Regions from separate parts of the Mus musculus genome. Here regions 1 and 3 are each linked to region 2. The links are chromatin contacts, called in public Hi-C maps. All regions are on one chromosome and are shown on one strand. The core of a region is the stretch at or near the end of the contact, and the rest is flanking DNA. Distances in the headings are between cores, read along the strand shown. Region 1 overlaps Marchf10 (membrane associated ring-CH-type finger 10). Region 2 overlaps Tanc2 (tetratricopeptide repeat, ankyrin repeat and coiled-coil containing 2). Region 3 has its middle 11 kb from the start of Gm35828.

Evidence for each region. Hi-C and Micro-C count contacts between places; a contact is called where the count stands out from the background.
Region 1: a contact with region 2 is called in a Hi-C map of cortical neurons, with 4 times the contacts expected there. The contact joins two enhancer-like sites. A contact is called at or near these places in 1 of 484 Hi-C or Micro-C datasets (cortical neurons) and 4 of 115 datasets of contacts at active chromatin or transcription factors (SST interneurons, bone marrow-derived macrophages, embryonic fibroblasts and 1 more).
Region 3: a Hi-C map of cerebral cortex shows a contact between it and region 2, with 4 times the contacts expected there. The contact joins two enhancer-like sites. A contact is called at or near these places in 1 of 15 datasets of contacts at CTCF or cohesin (pro-B cells), 6 of 484 Hi-C or Micro-C datasets (Sertoli cells, cerebral cortex, cortical neurons and 2 more), 6 of 115 datasets of contacts at active chromatin or transcription factors (SST interneurons, differentiating embryonic stem cells, embryonic fibroblasts and 2 more) and 2 of 9 other capture datasets (embryonic stem cells and pancreatic islet).

The regions. Positions count from the first base shown.
Region 1 is chr11:105,419,527-105,422,226 of GRCm38.p6, reverse strand. The region is part of intron 4 of Marchf10 (membrane associated ring-CH-type finger 10); the gene reads left to right. Among named protein-coding and RNA genes, the nearest start is that of Gm39417, 29 kb to the left of the region's middle. Within about 2 kb of position 1,291, at least 35 of the 459 cell types and tissues checked have an H3K27ac peak or open chromatin away from gene starts, as enhancers often do. A contact at or near this core is called in cortical neurons, where this site is marked.
Region 2 is chr11:105,912,501-105,915,200 of GRCm38.p6, reverse strand. Tanc2 (tetratricopeptide repeat, ankyrin repeat and coiled-coil containing 2) reads right to left here. Exons shown (of 26, transcript NM_181071.3): 21 at 2,114-2,289; 22 at 1,712-1,844; 23 at 218-309. Among named protein-coding and RNA genes, the nearest start is that of Cyb561, 31 kb to the left of the region's middle. Within about 2 kb of position 1,375, at least 19 of the 459 cell types and tissues checked have an H3K27ac peak or open chromatin away from gene starts, as enhancers often do. A contact at or near this core is called in SST interneurons, cerebral cortex and cortical neurons, where this site is marked.
Region 3 is chr11:105,496,293-105,498,992 of GRCm38.p6, reverse strand. No RefSeq gene overlaps it. Among named protein-coding and RNA genes, the nearest start is that of Gm35828, 11 kb to the left of the region's middle. Within about 2 kb of position 1,367, at least 20 of the 459 cell types and tissues checked have an H3K27ac peak or open chromatin away from gene starts, as enhancers often do. A contact at or near this core is called in SST interneurons, cerebral cortex and cortical neurons, where this site is marked.

The DNA of each region.
Region 1 (2,700 bases), core at 42-2,541, 490 kb after region 2:
AAGCCATGGAGGGATGTTCCTTACTAGCTTGCTTCCCCTGGCTTGCTCAGCCTGCTCTCTTATAGAACCCAAGACTGCCAGTCCAGAGATGGTTCCACCCACAAGGGGCCTTTCCCCCTTGATCATTAATTGAGAAAATGCCTTACAGCTGGATCTCATGGAGACATTTCCTCAACTGAAGTGCCTTTCTCTGTGGTAACTCCAGCTGTGTCAAGTTGACACAAAACTAGCCAGTACAGGTGGCATACACCTGTAAACCTGGTACCCAGTGGGTCAACCTAAGTTACATAGTGGGACCATAAATGATTGGCTAGATGGGTGGATGGATGGATGGATGGAAAGATGGATGGATGGATGGATGGATGGATGGATGGATGGATGGATGGATGGATGGAAAGATGGATGGATGGATGGATGGATGGATGGATGGATGGATGGATGGAACAAAAGCAAGGGAAAGCTTCACAGAAAATGATAATTTTAGATTTGAACTCAGATCCTGCCGTGGGAGTTGGAAGCAGAAGTGGTGAGCAACCTGGCTGTCAGGTTACAGGAAATGTACATGAGTCTTTTCTCAAGAGGTTCTTTCTCCATCTCGGTGTTAGGAAGATGGCCTCTTACCCGACACTGCCCCTGCAAGGGGTGCTGTTTGTATGACTTTAACTCCTGCCCTCAGGACCAGGAAAGAGAAGGACTCTACGCTGCTGCTCCCAGAGCACAGTTCCTGCATTTCGTTGGCTTGTGCAGCTGGATTCCATCTTCTTCTCCTCTTGCCATTCCTGCTGGTCTCCTGATTACTCTCCCTTATTCAGTGAGGCTCTGACAGGCAATTGGTTCTCTGCTGTCCCCTTCCTGATCTCCAGACACATTATCTAATGACTTCAGCATCCATTTAGATAACCAAGCCACACCCTGGCCTCACAGTTCTCAAGGCGTCTCAAGTGTCCTCTTCCTTTACACACACACACACACACACACACACACACACACACAGAGGCACATCCTGCATGTTATTGTCACCCCAAAGGATCTCATTCATTACCGCTAAAGAAAATGTCAGCGACTTTGCATGGGCTCAGGGCCAGCAATCTCCAGGTAGTTCTCAAGGCTGCTCAGCTCCTTTACCTAGAACCTTTCTCCCAGGCTTCCAATCCATCTCCTCTTCCTCCTCACTCCTTATTTTCACCCACTTCCAACTCTCCCTCTGTGCTTAGGATCCCCCCACTCGTGTCCAGCCCTTCCCTGCTGCTTGCGTCAGCCAACCCTGCAGAGGGCTTTCCCATCAGCATGTAGTCATGATCTAAAAAGAGACAGAACAGCCTTCCTTCCCCCGCTCCCCTCCACTAACTTCTCCTTCACACCCCAAGTTCCCCAAAGAATTATTTACACTGCCTGACTCCATTTCCCCACCTCCTCCTCTCTCCTCAGCCCACTCCAATCTGGTTTCCACACACATGTCGTTCTCCAGAAATGCTCTTTGTCAAGTGACTTCCACATCTCCCCACAGAGCAGCTTTGTGTGGTGCTGGCCACACTCACACACACACACACACACACACACACACACACACACACACACACACCAGTACCACCCCCTGGGGGACGGCGGCCTTAGAGCCACTCTTGCCCTGACTTCCTCCCCATCTCGGCAGGCACTTTATCTTTCTCTCCTCTTCTCATCTTCCTCCACACTGTTCCTGAATCCTGGGGTCCTCAGGGTGTGGCTCTAATCTTACTCTCTACCTGGGGTTGGGGGCAGGGTCGTTCTTAGCCTCTGAGCCACAAATCTCCTGAGCCTCACGGTGAACTCTTTAGACTCATTTCCTTAGAATTGTTTTCAGGCAAAAAATAAGACACGGGCTTTCAAAGGAAACCACTTTTATGGAAATAGTCATCAAAATATTTTTAGAAAATTGTGATTCTGTAATGTATGTGCTTCCTTATTAACACGTTAGTTAACAAGCGATGGGCGAAGAGGGTATTTTGAGACATCCGCAAAAAATGTACTGAGATGTGAAAATATCTGTGACTTTCACGGGTGACAGAAATCTCAGGTCCTGCTCATACTACAGTGGCTGGGCGCCTGCAGCTTAGCTTGCAGGTGGAGCTGGGTAGAGTGTGATTGTAAAGATGTCACTTGTCACCATCCAAGCTCATGCCTCACCAAGCTGCCTTCTCTCTGTGTGCTTTCTTAAAGTTATCTTTAACATTGTAACTGCCAGCGTTGAGGGGTTAACTACCAGAGACTCCCAAATCTACACTTCCAGCTCAAACCCCACTTTCGATTTCCAGATTTAAAACTCTACTGCCTCTCACTCCCTCTACCTGGGTATCTGAAAAAGACACCTCAAGCTGATCACAGCCTCCCCCTCTCCCCCGCTAAAGTCCCCAGCTTAAGCCCCCAGCTTGGCCCTTTATTCTTCCTTCAGTGTGTATATCATTAAAATCTGACAGTCTACTCCCCCCCCCACCCCCACCCCCGCATCTCCCTCCCCCCATGTTGAGTTCAGGGTCAGTCCTACACATCTTACTTCCCTGGTATAATTTTGTTGTTATTGGTAGTGGTTTGGTTTCTGTGGCCCAAGCTATCCTCGAACTCCTCATTCTCCTGCCTCAGCCTCCTGAGTGCTGCGATTACAGGCCTGAGCTGCTACACTGGGCCGATGTAACTTTGATCCATCTGCATAGCTGGTGTCACCAC
Region 2 (2,700 bases), core at 126-2,625:
AGAAGATTCTGAGAAAAACCTGTTACTGAACTATTAAGTGACCAGTTAAAACCAGAATGTTTTGCTCTTTTACCAGGAAAGCAAAAAAAACCTCAGGACCCCTAAATTAGGAGTCCAGGACCAGGCAATTAGTTTCTACTTTGCCTGTACAGAAAAGAATGAAAACTTTCAAGTTTTCAAGATTCTACACGTAAAAAGCAGTTCCTCCCGCCCTCACCTTATAAAACATGTCCCCCTCTTCCATCAGCTTGCTCAACAGGATGATCATGATGTCTGGTTTGGAGGTGGCCATCGCCCATGTGGCTGGACCTGTAGTGTACAGGATGCATGATGGGTAAAGAACTCATACAATGTAAGGTGGTAGGAAGCTGGGTGGAAAAAAATATCCTGGGGAATTTCTGCTGAGAGAACAACTTGTCCACAATAATTACCTCATCTTCTAGACCTGGGAGTATTCAGTGACTCCCATTGCCGAGAAGCTGCATTTGATTTGTTTGTATTCACCTTAAAATAAGAATATCTGAAGTGTCCAAGCTCGTGCCACAGGAGACAGTAACACCTGTGTGGTACACGTGAGCACATAATGGCTTAGTCTGAAATGATTTTAAATCAGGAAGTTGGAAGAAAGAATTTATACTAAAGGTTACCATGAGACTAGAAAAAGCCAAAAAAGAATAATTTATTTTCTGTCTGAGATAGAACACTCCCACGTAGAATCAATTTTGAAGTGTGCACTCTGTAGAAGGGGACCCTCCGTAAGTGCTCTAAAGGCTCCTTAGAGCTAAGTACCAAAAAGGACTCCCTAGGATTCACTTGGAACCAGGGGCATAATTCTAATGTCAACAGATATGAAATAAACATTAAGAAGACTACTTCACTCACGAGAGAAAAGAATAGTTAAATTGATTAGTTTACAGATGACTGGATTATTTACCAACTAAACTTTTCAGGGTTAGTTATCAAAAAGTTCAAGTTATTCTCTGCAACAGTCATTAAAAAATCTTCTTTTAAGGTGAAGTAAATTAAAAGATTAGAGGTGTAGGGAACTCATGCAGGCTAAATCAAAGAGGAGAAGGCAAAGCTGACCAAGCCATCAGACCACGCCTGATGCTGACAGCGGTGAAATATACCTCGTGGGCGACTCGGTAACGTCTGACAACCTTCAAAGAAAGGAGAAAACAAAAAGTTGTAGGAAAGGAAAAAAAAATGGATGAAGGTGAAAAAAAAAAAAAAGAAAAAAAAAAAACAAAAAAAGAAGGAAAAGCAGCAGTGAGAGGCAGGCAGCAAAAGCCAGCACATCAGCAACCCTGTCTACAGTGTGTGGGTGGGGGAGCAGCTGGGAGAGCAGCGGCAGGGGCTGGAGAGTGAAGCACGGAGAGCAAAGGAAAGCAAAGGCTTATGGTGCTGCAGGGAACCAGGATGCTCAAAGGGTGGGGCCAGTGCACAGGCAGCGCGAAGATGTGCATAAGCTCAGCGCAGCCTCCTGGCTCAAGCTACAAAGGGCAGGGCAGAGAGTCATGTGACTCTGGATACAGGGTTTCATGACTATGGCTCAGATGTACTCTCTCTGGGCCAGTAGCCTTTTGTTCACTTGGGCAGTAATTGGACCAGGGCAGAGGGAGAACTAGATACATTCACTCCAAAAAACCCAGGAAAGCCAGACCACTGGCCCCTGGGCACAGATGGTCAATATCATCTCTCTTTCTCTTACCTATTTTGGCTCCTTTTTTCAGTAGAGTTACTACAACAGACGTGTTCCGGCAACCCACTGCCCTATCCAAAGGACGCATTCCACTGTAGTCAACATGCTCAATCATGGCCCCATGATCTACCAGGAACTGGACCTAGGAAAGGAACAAGCAGAACACTTAACAGGTACAATGGATACAGCTTGCCCCTTTCAAACTGCTTGTCTGAACCAGTATCTCTCTCTCTCTCTGATTTCAAGTCACAGTGATATTCTTGCTTTTGAATAATGTTTTGTATATTCTCGTCCTCTGAAGAGTCTAAGTTAGAACTATCAAAACAGTATTTCGCATTTGATCCTAGATAGCATTCTTGGTGGATAGCACCCCTATCCTTTCTCTCCTGAGGCCTGTTTAAAGGTACTTACCACCTCAGCATCACCGTAGAAAGCTGCTAGGTCCAGTGGGGTACGGCCATTCTTGTCTGCATGGTCTGTAGCAGCCCCGTTATCCACCAGAGAGCGTACTACTGAGAGATGGCCCTTCAGACAAGCCCAGCTAAGGGCTGTTAGTCCTTCTTTGTCCATCAGGGCAATGGAGGCACCTGAAAAAAAGAGTGAGAGTTCTGTTTTAACAGGACTGAGGACACTAAAGTTTGTAGCCGAAAGGAATGCTGATATTTAAGGTATACATACTATTGAAGAATAGCTTTTACTTCTAGATTTTTTTTTTTTTTTCATTTTAAGATTGGCTCTGGCTGGCCATGGTGACATATATCAGTAATCCCGAAAATAGGCAGGAGTAAGCAGGAGTTTGAGGGTAGCTTGGGCTACACAGTGAGTTCAAGGCCTGTCTGAGTCACATCTCCATCTGTTGAATGCTGTGGTTATAAGTGTGTGCCAGTTCAGTTTTTGTGGTACTGGGACTGAACTTGGAGCCTTTTGAATTTTGACTCAATTTTTTTGAATCAATTTGCTATGCTAGGCAAGCACTCAGCCAGCTAAACTGTACTACC
Region 3 (2,700 bases), core at 118-2,617, 420 kb after region 2:
GGAAAAAGACAAAAGAAATAACCCCCGACTCTGCAGACTTGCCTAGCGTTGACCCAAATGGTAATTTGATTAATAACAAGCTACCTAAAATTTCTAGTTATTTCTGTATGTTGGTTTAGTTTATTTCAGACTGGATGAACTTGTGAGGATGGGGCCCCTCATGTCTTGGGGGTTTTAAACCTGTCAAGTGCCCAGCACTAACTTACATGTTGACCTCTTCCAATAAAATGGCAGGAGACAGTGAATTCTACATCTGAACACCAATTCTTGACCTTCTGAAAGACAATTATCACTTGAAAGAATTTTTTTTTATAACATCAGACAATAAAAATACAAGCATCTGGGAAAGCCGTAGAGTGAAAACAGTTGTTTGATGAATGCTTGTGGATAACAGAAAAAGAATATGTATTTGATCCTTTGCCCTACAACCTGGTGGTGGGGGTGAGGGACTGGAAGTGAGGGGGAGGGAGTGGCCATTGGGGGAGGTATGACTGAAACAAACAAACCTCAGGGGACCCAGAAGTTCCAGAACCTCCTCATCCTGAGGAGGGTCACAGCTGGCCTTGTGGGTACAACCCACCAAAGGAGGTTGTTTGCCCCAGGATCCAGGAGAAAATGCTGTCAGACCTGGGCTTTGAATGTGAGCAAAGGACACAATATGCAAACACCAGTGAAGAATTCTGCTACAGAGGACAGTTCCAGCGAGCCGAATTGCTTTCAATTAGACGCCTTAATAAAGACTAATAGCTAGACAATGGATTCATGCTGCAGTCTTCTCTGGCAAGCCTTTATCAAGTTAATAAGCAAGAACTGGTGTTCGGATGCTCTATCGAAGGGAAACCAGGGCTCTTCTCATTTGACCTCTAACTGGCTGTCGCCCTTGAACCTCAGTTAACCCTCTCCACATCTCCTTTCTTCATCTTTAAAAGAGGTTCTTGGCTTAGATGGCCACCAGGATCCCTTCTACCTCTGACATGATCTAAAAGCCTGGCGTTCTATAGCAAGGCCTGGGGATAATGTTTCAAAGATGTCCCTCTCTGCCATGCCCTGTTAATCTACACACACACACATAGGGAGTGTCAAATTGTTAATTAGTGGGTTTCAACACATGCAGACTACAAAGCTTTTCTGTAGATTTGGGAAGGATGAAGGTTTACTCTTCGGCTTGCAGAGGATTCTAACTGAAGCAAGTCACACCCCCACACAGAGGATATGAAAGCAGGAAGGATCCTGAAAATCTGGGACTTGGCTGCAAGCAAAGCAAACTCATCGTGTTGGTATTTTTAAAAAGCTTTCCACTCCGTGTGCAACACCTTTGTGCCTCCTTCATGTGTTTCTCCCTCTTTTTTAGCTCTACAATGAGCTATTTTAAGATGCCGTTTGCCTGCGGTACAGCCATGCAGTTCAGAGAGGCAATTTAATTGTCATCTTGCGTTTTCTTAGTCTTTCAAGACCTTTTGTTATGGTGAAATAATTTTAGGCATTCCAAGCACAAATCCATTAAATTCTTGCCTTACTTTACTAATGAACTACTGTGGGTGGGAAAATTAATTTTATTCCACCCGTGATACATATCTGATAAATTTCTAGAGTTGAGAAATGAAGCTTGCAAATACCAAGAGTCGAATATGACTCTTTTAAAAAAAAGAAACAAAACAAAACAAAAACAACAACTTTGTTTCATTTATGCCAAAATGGAGCAGAAGAGACATCTATAAAAATAGTTCACAAAATGAAAATGGCTCAACAGGTCCCATCTCAGGTTGATACTGTGGAGGTCTTTATAAGTTGCATCTGCTTGGTGACTCAAGGAACCCTGTGTTAGTGAACCTGAGACTCCTCTGTGGGGCTGGAGAGCAGGTATTAGCACATTTGTTAAAAGCATGGCGCCATCAGAGGTTCAGTTCAGAGGGAAAGCACTTGCTTAACATGTACAGGACCCTGGCTACTAAAGATCTGTAGTCTCTAGCTCGACCAGCGCTGCTCAGTCCACCACTGGGCTGCAGCCATGAAGTTCTCTAAGAGGGGAGAAAAGTGAGGAGACAAGAAGCCGAGCACAGGCTGTACTGCAGCTGGAGAACCTGTGACATTTGAGGGACAGCTCTGGCTGCGTAGTACTTGGAACAGGAAATCATCTCCCTCACCCAGGAGAAGGCAGGGAGGCTGTGTTATAAAAAGGGGAAGAACACAGGATGAGTAAAAGGTTTCTCTTTACAGAGATGGACAGATGCCACAAGGCAAGAAAGGTCAGAGTCCTGTCCCCAAAGATAAAAAAGCGTCCCGATCACCAAGGACCCTGATGAGTGTGGAATTCGGATGGGTTGCTCTGTGCTGCCTCATTGCAATCAGCTGCTTTCAAAGCCGGCTCCTATTTACTTCAGTTCATGTCAGTGCCTTAGATAGAGAAGCAGCCTGCTGATTTTGCTTTGGTCAAATTTAATTCCAATTTCTGCCTCTAAATGTGTTCAAACTGCCTTAAAAAGTTCTCGGAGCCAGGCGCTTTAACCCTCCTCTCTTTTCCCTTCATCTCATTTTTCTTTTAAAACTCCTTTTTCATTTCTCTTATTTCTTTCAAAACCCCAAGCAGTAGTGAGATCAGAGGATACAATCAATCCCTGTGAGTAGAAAGAATCTAGTCCAGAAGAAGTCAGATACAAATCTCCGAATTCATGTTCTGTGGCTCCGGAATAATTGCTGAGA